Regions from separate parts of the Danio rerio genome. Here regions 2 and 3 are each linked to region 1. Evidence: chromatin contacts called from public HiChIP or PLAC-seq data. All regions are on one chromosome and are shown on one strand. The core of a region is the stretch at or near the end of the contact, and the rest is flanking DNA. Distances in the headings are between cores, read along the strand shown. Region 1 holds the start of ilf3b (interleukin enhancer binding factor 3b). Region 2 holds the start of wizb (WIZ zinc finger b). Region 3 has its middle 60 kb from the start of wizb.

Region 1 (3,760 bases), core at 458-2,957:
TCTTTGTGTCTTTCTTTCTTTCTTTCTTTCTTCCTTCATTTCTTGTGTTTTCTTTCTTTCTTTTGTGTCAGGATGCTGTATTCCCATTTCCTCTTAAAGCTTTCTTTTCAAAATCAGAAATAAATCAACAATTATACTTATTATATGAATGGATAAATGTATTCCCACATATTTAGTGACAAATTGCACCATATTAACCATCTTAAATAATAGAATTAGTCATCAAAACTGTTTCTTTGCCTTTTTATGATGAAAAAAGGAGGGGGAAAAATCACAATACTGTTTCTTTGAGCTGCATCGCCCTCAAATGACTGATTCTGTGTCCTACATTATGACTCATTTTAGCACAAGGAGAATCTGTAATAATTATAAAGCAAATTATTGTTTGTAAATAAATGTTTGTGTGCCTTTTTACTTTTTCCATACACTCTCAGAAATAAAGGTACACGAGCTGTCACTAGGGTGGTACCTTTTCAAAAGGTACACATATTGGTATACCTCAAAAGTATATACAGTGTTAGTATCTACAAATTTTGAGAGAAACACTTTTGTACTTTTTAGGTACTAATCTGTACCCTTGAGGGATTAATATGGACCTTTTAAGTACAAATTTGTACTTTTTGTAGAGGTACCACCCCAGTGACAGCTCGTGTTTCTGAGAGTGTAGAACCAAATCTGAGTGAATTAATTAAAGAAGGCATATCTCATTTTATAATAAGTTTGTAAAACTGTCATTCAAATGTCTAAACAAATTTATTAATGTTTTAATACATTTAAAATACAATTTAATTACATTTATTATTTTAAATAAATATTTTTTTTATGAAATGTATGTAAATATTAAGTCACACATCTCATTTTAATGCATTGCATTGTTTTGATAAATACAAAAAAATTTGAAACGAAAGGGAAAAGAAAGGGAAGATTAAAGGAAAGAAGAAAGAAAGAAAGGAAGGAGGTATGGAAGAAAGAGAAAGAAAAAAGGGAGGAAGAAAAAGATAGAAAGAAAACAAAAGGAAGAGAAAGAAAGAAAGAAAGAAAGAAAGAAAGAAAGAAAGAAAGAAAGAAAGAAAGAAAAGAAAGAAAGAAAGAAAAGGAAAGAGAAAGAAAAAAGGAAGAAAAATATTTGTAAAAAAATGAGGAAGGAAGAATGAAAGAATAAAAGAAAGAAAAGGGAAGAAAAACAGAAAGGAGGAAAGACAGATGGAAGAAAGACAGAATATAAGGAATAAAGAAAAAGAAAGAAAACAAAAGGAAGGAAGGAATGTAGAGAAAGAAAGAAAGAATAAGTGAGGAAGAAAGAAGGAAAAAAAGAAAAAAAGCAAACAGAAATGAAGAAAGGAAGAAAGAAAAAAATAAAGGAAGGATCGAGGAAAGACAAAAAATAAAAGAAAGAAAGAAAGAAAGAAATGAATGAATGAATTAAGAGAAAGAAAAAAGAAAGAGATGAAGAAAAAGAAAAGAGGAAAGGCAGGAATGGAAAGAAAGAAAGAAAGAAAGAAAGAAAGAAAGAAAGAAAGAAAGAAAGAAAGATTCTGTGTTTTTGCTATTGCAGTCGCCAGTCTGAAATGAAATAAAAATGAATGAAAAGCCACACCCTCTCTTTTCATTAATCTCTATCGGGTGATCCTATTGGCTGAGGGAGATCACATGTTGCGGCTCCAGTTTAGCGCACGCTGATTCTCCACAGCGGCAGAGCAGTAGACGGGCGCATCTTCGTCGCTGTATTGGTGAGTGGAAAATGACAAAATAATCCCAAAATGCAAGTGTTAAACTCGTAAAATGAGCAAATATATTGATTTGGCTCGTTTGACGTGCATTTAATTCGTTTTTCAATAGTTAAATGTCGTAGAAATATAGCCATCTATTCGCCAAATGTATATGGCTAGCTGTTAGCACGTTAGCTACGCACACAATTCCCCAAAACAGAGTATTTAGTATTTTATTATCGTTTTGTCTTACTTTTAAACCTAATGTGTTTAATAGCAGTCTTATCTGCGTCGTTAGTTAGTAAAACAATCATTCAAACACAATTAGATGTGTTTTTCAGTTGTTTCGGGGGAGGGTCACGACCATTTTAGCTCATTCGGTCCATCGGTGCCTCATAACAAAATGCGCAAGTTATCTTGCTCAGAAAACATTTTTGAGCTCAATTAGCGTTGTTTACAGGTAAAACGTCGTCGAAACTCCACAAATGCGATCCTAAGGAGCAGATGTTTTATTAAACGGTGGTCGAGGTTTGCGCACGCCGGTGAACTGCTGCCTCCATTGTTTGACTGCATTAAAATGGCCGCACATCTGTGATGGATACTGCGTTTGTCTAGTTTGCCCTCTGTGCTCTGTTCTTTTGAGGTAAAATATAGCGGTAACTTGTATTTAACGTTATATCAAACGTGTAAGCGAACTAGTATGTTGTATTTGTTAACTTGCCTCTTTTAAGAGGTATGAAGATGGTGTGGGCGTCAACAGGTGCGTGTCCTGTTTGTAAAACAAATTTAAGCCAGAGTATGTAAGACTCGTTTACTGTTGTGTAAATCAGGGGTTCCCAAACTTTTCAGCACGCGACCCCTAAAATAACAATGCCAGTGACTCGCGACCCCCAGTACCCTCTGAGGTGGTTATAAATACAGAAAACTTGCATGCAATGGCGAACACACACACTCCAATAGACCAAAGTCTCTTCTTCGTTTATTTTTTTTTATGTATGTCAGTGCTGTAAATGGGCCAGAAAGTTTAACCTGGTGTTATAAAATCAATCTGCTGCATCTGAAGCTATTGCTGTCTTTAATATAATGTATTTACCCCAGGGGTCGCAATCCAATAGAACAAGTAAATAAGCTACTATAGTAACTATAAACGACTGTTTGTTTCTCTTCAGTTGGTTATGGATAAAATATGGTAATTCTTATGGCCTAATAATAATAAGTAGATTTTTGGAAATCACCAGGCGACCCCCCCCTTCATTGTTCCGTGACCCCTCAAGGGGTCCCGACCCCCACTTTGAGAACCACTGGTGTAAATAACATTTTGTTACATAATGACAGTCCATACACTAAAATTATTATTCGAAAATAGATATGAGATATTCACATATATTTAGGTTAAGAAATAATTGACTGGTTCGTTGCATTATTTGAAAATAATGGCCACGGCTGGATCCCATTGAGGTAAAGCTGGTTTTTATATATTCACACATGCAGACTTTCTCCTTAATACGATTTCAGAAAAGTGTTATTTGCAGATTCTAAATGGTAACAACAACAGAAAGACATTGTTCTGATGTTGTATTTTGAGACGTTTTTGTCCTTAAACATCCCCTGTGTTTAGTCGCTTGGGGCTCGTATAGACCTTTTTCTTGGAACGCAAAATTACCCATTATGCTTTGCGTGTATGCGCAAGGAGAATGCGAAGAACTTCCGGTCGGCAGCTGATGCGTGTTAGCAGTCACATTTGGTCAGCTTTGAAACGATAGTTTTTACCTGCTTTTATCCTCTTTGAACTAACACTGTTGTCCATCAGCACCATGTCCTGGACTGAGCATTTAAAGAAAGGCGATCTAATAGGATGGAAAACAGCTGCTGTGAGGCATTTTCCCCTCGTTGTCAGACGGCATCTTCTGCAGTTTAAATGAAGCCTTGTCATCGCTAAAGTCAACAGTTTCTCTTTCTTTCAAATATATAACCAGCCCAAACAAACGTAATTCACCAAAATGTTTGACACACACACGTAGCCTGTACTGTGCCACTGACACACTGATTTA
Region 2 (3,760 bases), core at 818-3,317, 210 kb before region 1:
TCTAAAGATAATAGTTTTAAAAACTCATTTCTAATAACTGATTTATTTTATCTTTGCCATGATGACAGTACATAATATTTAGCTATTTTTCAAGACACTTCTATACAGCTTAAAGTGACATTTAAAGGCTTAATTAGGTTAATTAGGTTAACTAGGCAGGTTAGGATAATTAGGAAAGTTATTGTAAAAGATGCTAATCTTTTAGAATAGGCTAATCATTTTGACCTTAAAATGACTTTTAAAAAATTAATAACAGCTTTTATTCTAGCCGAAATAAAACAAACAAGACTTTCTCCTGAAGAAAAAATATTATCAAACATACTGTGGAAATTTCCTTGCTCTGTTAAACATCCCTAAACAACATATTTTAAAAAGAAAAAAAAATCAAAGGGGGCATTTATTTTTTATTTATTCAAACATTTATTTTATGTATATGTTCTTTCATATATTTTTAAGTTTTAATTATCATTTCAAATCAAATCACTTTTATTGTCGCATCATCAGCAGCACGTGTGCTAGGATGAGTGAAAAGCTTAGGTGCTGGCTCTGGACAGTACAAAATACAGTTCAAGAGTTCACACTTAGATATTGCTTGACAACTGTAAGCAGGTTTGGCATGCTGTCCCGGGAGAGAACCCTGAGCTCGGAGATAGTTGAGCCCAGGGCTCCCGCCAGGTCCATAGAGCATGTAAGGGGAGTACGAGATCAGGTGGTTCTCGAGAGCTCCCCTTTTTTAAAAGGAGGTGGATGGGGGGTTTCTTCGGAAAACGAAGGTAAGGGAGTAATTTCTAGCTAGGCTATTTATAGTAAGTTGGGATAGATCTGACTGGCTAACTAATGAGTGTAGATAGGCGGCCAGCTGCGGTCAATTATATCACGTGCTCCTCTCGAAATTAGTTTAAAAACTTCACATGCAAAATGCAGACTGTGCAAATACAACAACAATGTGAAATTGACAGCGAAAATCGATTTTTAAATCGAGTACTTCCCATCTTTAACTCTTAAAGTGAGTCATGTCCTTCTTCTAGTGCACTAAACTCGTCCCCTATATACCGCATCGATCAGATGCCGTTCATCTCCGAACCTGCTGTAAAAGAGTTACACCACGGCAGCTACATTAATCAATATTACAATATTTTATTTTACGTGTCAAATATTTTAATGTATTTTTTTTATTTTCATAAGTTTTTATTTATAATTTACTTTTTTATATAAATTTTGGCTAGACTTTTGAACAGCACCATTTTATCTTGGCTAGATAATTTAACATTCGAAAATATTAATTAAATCATTAATCACACACACACACATTTATATATATATATATATATATATATATATATATATATATATATATATATATATATATATATATATATATATATATATATATATATATATATACACATATATAGAATAATTTATAAATTATGTTTAACAGAGCAAGGAAATTTTTCTATAATATTTTTTCTTCTGGAGAAAGTCTTATTTGTTTTATCCCGGCCAGATTAAAAGCAGTTTTAAATATTTTAAAACCATTTTAAGGTCAAAATTATTAGCTCCTTTAAGCAATATTAGTTTTTGATTGTTTACAGAACAAACTACTGTTATACAATGGTTTGCCCAATTACCCAAACTTGCTTAATTATCCTAGTTAAGCCTTTAAATTTCACTTTAAGCTGAATACTAGTGTTTTAAAAGATACCTAGTCAACTATTATGTAGTGTTATCATGGCAAAGATTAAAGAAATCAGATGTGTATATAAAGCCACACATACACACATTGCATACAATATTTTACATTTCATCTTTACTTTCATGTAGCTATTTGAAAGTTTTTATTATTATTATTTTTTACTACAACTAGCTAATTAATTTCCCGTCTTTAACTAAAGTCAGCCATGTCCTCTTCAAGCACTAGCTAGTGCACTAAACTCGCCCGCTATTATTCCGCATTGATCGGATGCCGTTCATCTCCGAACCTGCTGTGAAAGAGTTACACACCGCGGCTGATACACAAACTCCTCTCCCCTCCCCACCAACGTCACCAACCATCCCTCCGAAACTAACAACATGGAGTCCGGTGTTTAGAGTGCAAAGGCGGTCGGTCTTCACCGGGAGCTCCACCGCGGCGCTGCTTTTCTCGGTGTCCGCGAATGCAGGCGGCGACGCTCCGGCACGCATAAAGCGCGACGCACACATGCTTTACATGAGCCCGAGCCGTCGAGCCTCTTGAATGCATTTAGGACACGAACAGAGCGATGTGATTGGACGCAGGAGATTCCCAAAGACAGGCCGCTTTCCGTGAGTCTTGCACAATTTCATCCTCACCGCACACTCACGCACACGCGTCCTGGCTGGGAGATGTTTAATGGTCTTACATTGAGCTCACTCACGGAGAAAGGCGGTGTTTAAATACTGATAATGCCAGTTATTTAGAGGAGTCCATATTTTCGGGAGACTACAAAAAAAGGCCTGTTATTAACATAGGAAATGAGGCATGATAAAATAGGTCAGACACTCCTCAGAAATATACTATACAGATTTGTACTCTTATTAAACATGCTGCATATTTCATAGGTAGTAAATTGAAGCATTAGTTCACTTACTGAATGATAATGACTATGTGCTGATGATTTAGTCAATCACTAGACATCTATTATGTCAATTTTTTCCTTCACTTAATGGCAAATTCAAATTTTTGAGGATTTTTCTGCATATCTTTTTAGTTAAATGCTAGTTCAAAGCACCCTAAAGAATCCCAGCCAAGACACAATGACGCTACATAGGGAATCAATCTGTCATTTCCTTAAACAATATGAATGTATGTACTTTCCCATATAGAAATCTGATGGTATCTGTTTGGATTTCCCACTCATACACTCACCGGCCACTTTATTAGGTACACCTTACTAGTACTGCGTTGGACACTCTTATGCCTTCAGAACTGCCTTAATCCTTCGTGGCACAGATTCAACAAGATACTGAAAATATTCCTTAGAGATTTTGCTCCATGTTGACATGATAGCATCACACAGTTGATGCAGATTGGTCGGCTGCACATCCATGATGTTAATCTCCCGTTCCACCACATCCCAAAGGTGCTCTATTGGATTGAGCTCTGGTGACTGTGGAGGTCATTTGAGTACAGTGAACTCATTGTCATGTTCAAGAAACCATAGATGATTCACGCTTTATGACATGGGGTGCTATCTTGCTGGAAGTAGCCATCAGAAGATGGGCACACTGTTGTCATAAAGGGATGAACATGGTCAGCAACAATATTCGAGTAGGCTGTGGTGTTGACACGATGCGCAATTGGTATTAATGAGCCCAAAGTGTGCCACGAAAATATTCCCCACGCCATTACACAACCACCACCAGCCTGAATGATTGATAAGGCAGGATGGATCCATGCTTTTATGTTGTTGACGGCAAATTCTGACCTTACCATCTAAAGCTCGTAGCAGAAATCGAGACTCATCAGACCAGGCAATGTTTGTCCAGTCCTTCTATTGTCCAATTTTAATGAGCCTGTGTGAACTGTAGGCTCAGTTTCCTGATCTTAGCTGACAGGAGTGGCACCCGGTGTGGTCTTCTGCTGCTGTAGCCCATCCGCCTCAAGGTTGGACGTGTTGTGTGTTCAGAGATCCTCTTCTGCATACCTCACTTGTAACAAGTGGTTATTTGAGTTACTGTTGCCTTTCTACCAGCTCAAACCAGTCTGGCCATTCTCTTCTAAGCTCTGGCATCAACAAGG
Region 3 (3,760 bases), core at 744-3,243, 150 kb before region 1:
TAAATGCAAACGCAAGAGTTAAAAAGCTAACATTAGGCTATAAACGGACTACAGCGCCCTCGGGGCGCTCGTCAGTGACGTCAGCCCCACCCTGCTACAGACGACTTATCAAGCTTATTTTTAGAAATAATGTCCATGACAAAGAGTTAATCTCTCTGTTTATTATATTGTAATCCACGCTATATATTATAAACTAATAAATACGCAAACACACATAGACCTTTGTGCCTTTTAGATCGTTTTTACGTGGGAAATACATCTGTTTTGCTTTGCGGATTTAAAAATGTGTATAAATCTGCCTATATAGTATTATTATGAGACATATTTAAATAAGTGTATCGCTCGCGTGCGCACAGCCCGCTTACCTTAAACAGACGACAGAAATGAGGCGTGAGGAGGAACAAGTCTATCAAATGCCTGCAAGTTTCATCATCATGGACACAGAGCAACATTCAATATTCCTTTTGTGTCACGAAGTACAGCAAAAAACAGCCCATAAAGTCACATCTGCTATACGTTTTATGGAGGAGTGTAAATACTGCAGTTAAATGTGTTCAGATGAAGAAAAAAAGACGGGAAATCACTTGATCACGTTAAAATGACAGTTAATATGTCTGTATTTTTACACATTTATTTACACGTTTGCATTACTGAGAGCAGGAAAGAAACAGGCTGCACTGAGCAGTATCTTCATATTATCGTTTAATTAAAATAAATGATCAACAAATTAGTCTGTCTCGACAGCCTTTACATGTGAAGGAATTATCTACACACAATCTGAATTCTCAATTAGAATAATACAACAAACTATAAAATACTATTCATGAAAATACTTAAATCACAGACAAATCCAAACGCCCAACACAAGCGAGCTGCTCTTCAGACCAGATCAGCTCGATGACGTATAATGTCCCCGACGCCGCCTGTAGTCTCATTTAGCAACTTGATAGCAACCGTCTTTTTAAAGAAGCATAATCGATTTAAAAGTTGAAGAGTGTGCCGTAACTGATGTGTTTTATGTCGTAGAACAAAACGTGAAAGTATATTGAGTTGGTGTTAGCCACGGACCTTATTTAAGCAATTTTACTGAAACCCCATTCAAAAAACCCATTGACTTTGGGACGAGGGAACCGGAAGTGCTAAAATGCTAACTCGCTTCCGGGTTTTTGCATACAAATTGACGTCATAGTTCCTCCACTCTATAGAGTCCCTGTCACTATACTGGGGCATTAGGACCCACACAGACCGCAGGTTGGGCGCCCCCTGCTGGCCTCACTAACACCACTTCCGGCAGCAACCTAGCTTTCCCATGTGGTCTCCCAATCAGGTACTGACCAGGCGCAGCCCTGCTTAGCTTCAGTGGGTGACCATGTGAGAGTTGCAGAGAGCTGCCGGCTAATATAATGCTTATACAGGTGTAATTTTATGACAAAAAGAGTTACTTTTACTATAATAGCCTAAAAATCTTGCTAAATTCTGTAAGGGTCATTTTGTTTAGACAATATCTATACCAAAATTCTTAGTATTCAAATTTTAGTACACCTTTGCTGCACATTTCTACATTGTTTATCCAGAATCATGCAACTCTAGTCCAAACATTTGTTTAATTCAGTTAGTCAATGTGTAATAATCAGATTTATTCAAACCATTAATGCTATTTACTTTTCTGTGAGCTTTTGTATGTATTATATATTAACGCTGTCATCTATCATTACTCTATCATACAGTGTGAATAAGCAGTCTCTGCACAAAACCCAGATCTCATCGGATGACGCATAAATTTCCCAGCAACCTCGGCACGAAAAAGCAAATGACAGATGATCTACTGTGGATTGATGAAGGTGTGTATACGATGAACTAAAACAAACGGCTCAGACACGACTGCAAACATAACAGACAAACAATGGTGGAAAAAAAAAAAGAGGCAGGAAAACATGCAGGGACGCTATCAGAGATCTAAGGCTGACAGGATGAGGAAATCACTGAAACACAAACTATACTCACACAGTTGCGTCTCTTTTAAATACAGCAACATTCCAGTCCTGTGTCTTACATCACATCAGGCGGAAAAACTGAGAATCAAGGCTGATCCGGCTCAAAAACAAACAACCACAAGGCCTAGTTTGTTTAATTTCTCGCAGCTCCTGCATTTTTAGAGACACTTTACAATAACGAACAGTTAGTTGTCATTAACAATGGAGTACAATTCTTTTTTAATGTTAATTTTAGCCTCATTACAAAGGTAATTGAGATGTTAAATGTCAATAATTCAGTTAGGTTAATTAGACAAGTCATTAACAATGTATAACAATGGTTTGTTTGTTCATTCATTTTCAGCTTAGTCTCTTTATTAATCTGTGGTCACCACAGTGGAATGAACCACCAACTTATCCAGCATATGTTTTACGCAGCGGATGCCCTTGTAGCTGCAACCCATCCCTGGGAAACATCCATACACACTCATTCACACACATACACTATGGCCAATTTAGCGTATTCAGTTCACCTACTGTATAGCGCATGTCTTTTGACTGTGGGGGAACCGGAGCACCCGGAGGAAACCCACACGAACACAGGGAGAACATTCAAACTCCACACAGAAATGCCAACTGACCCAGCTGAGGCTCGAACCAGCGAGCTTCTTGCTCTGAGGTGATTGTGCTACCCACTGTGCCACCATGGTTTGTTTTTAGCCAAATGAAAAAATATATATATTTCTTATGTGGGCTAATAATATTTTTTTATTAAAATTAAAACCTGCTTTCATTCTAGCCGAAATAAAACAAATCTGACTTTCTCCAGAAGAAAAAATATTATAGGAAATTACTTTAAAAGTTTCCTTATTCCATTAAATATCAATTGAGAAATATTTGAAAAAGAATATTGCACGAGAGGGCCTCAGTTGTATGTATAGGATCAGTAATTTAATTTTAAAATAAGGTATTTGAATATCAGAAATTATAATAAATGCAAAAGTTTGATAATTCTTAATTTAATTTTATTTACATTTTAATAATATGTTGAGAAAAAAAATCAGGATGACAATAAAATTAGTTAAGATGACAAGTTATATTTATAGAATTGGACGTAACAATTTATGAGTTAACATTAATTAATGTATTATATTATTTCCAGGTATATTTTTATTGAACATATTTAGTGCAAAAACAAAAGAGAAATTTACATTGAGTAATAAGATACTATCCATCACTGACCCCTATATGATTTTAATAAAAATAACAAAACTAAATTAAGTAAACAAATTAAATAAACATTACAGAGTAATTAAATAAACAAATAATAAAGCTAAAAAAAAACAAGGACAAAGTTATAAAAAGATTGCAGATTCCATTTCTTTTGTCTAATAGACAAGCTTTCAGTCTTAGAGACTTAGACGTTCCCAGATAATCAAAGAAAGGCTAATTGATGCATTATCTAACAATAAGCATTTAATGTTTTATTACCTTGATTGTCTACTTTTAGGCAACACGGTAGCTCAGTGGTTAGCACTGTTGCCCTACAGCAAGAAGGTCACTGGTTCGAGTTCCCGCTTGAGTTTGCATGTTCTCTCTGTGTTGGCGTGGGTTTTCAAAATTGGCCGTAGTGTTTGAGTGTGTGTGGGTGCTTTCCAGTGTTGGGTAGTGGCTGGAAGGGCATCCGCTATGTAAAACATTTCCTGGATAAGTTGGTGGTTCATTCCACTTTGGTGACCCCTGATCAATAAGGGGACTAAGTGAAGGAAAATAAATGAATTAATGAC

The links. HiChIP or PLAC-seq counts read pairs in DNA pulled down with a chosen protein or histone mark.
Region 2: a contact with region 1 is called in an H3K4me3 HiChIP or PLAC-seq map of embryo, with 2.9 times the contacts expected there. The contact joins the promoter of wizb here to the promoter of ilf3b in region 1. A contact is called at or near these places in 2 of 4 datasets of contacts at active chromatin or transcription factors (embryo and gastrula embryo).
Region 3: an H3K4me3 HiChIP or PLAC-seq map of embryo shows a contact between it and region 1, with 3 times the contacts expected there. The contact joins the enhancer-like site here to the promoter of ilf3b in region 1. A contact is called at or near these places in 4 of 18 Hi-C or Micro-C datasets (caudal fin, embryo, hematopoietic stem cells and 1 more) and 2 of 4 datasets of contacts at active chromatin or transcription factors (caudal fin and embryo).

Annotation. Positions count from the first base shown.
Region 1 is chr3:12,376,897-12,380,656 of GRCz12tu, forward strand. ilf3b (interleukin enhancer binding factor 3b) reads left to right here and starts at 1,708. Exons shown (of 19, transcript NM_212599.1): 1 at 1,708-1,730.
Region 2 is chr3:12,168,583-12,172,342 of GRCz12tu, forward strand. wizb (WIZ zinc finger b) reads left to right here and starts at 2,068. Exons shown (of 18, transcript XM_073944193.1): 1 at 2,068-2,304.
Region 3 is chr3:12,228,323-12,232,082 of GRCz12tu, forward strand. No RefSeq gene overlaps it. Among named protein-coding and RNA genes, the nearest start is that of wizb, 60 kb to the left of the region's middle. Within about 2 kb of position 1,994, at least 3 of the 62 cell types and tissues checked have an H3K27ac peak or open chromatin away from gene starts, as enhancers often do.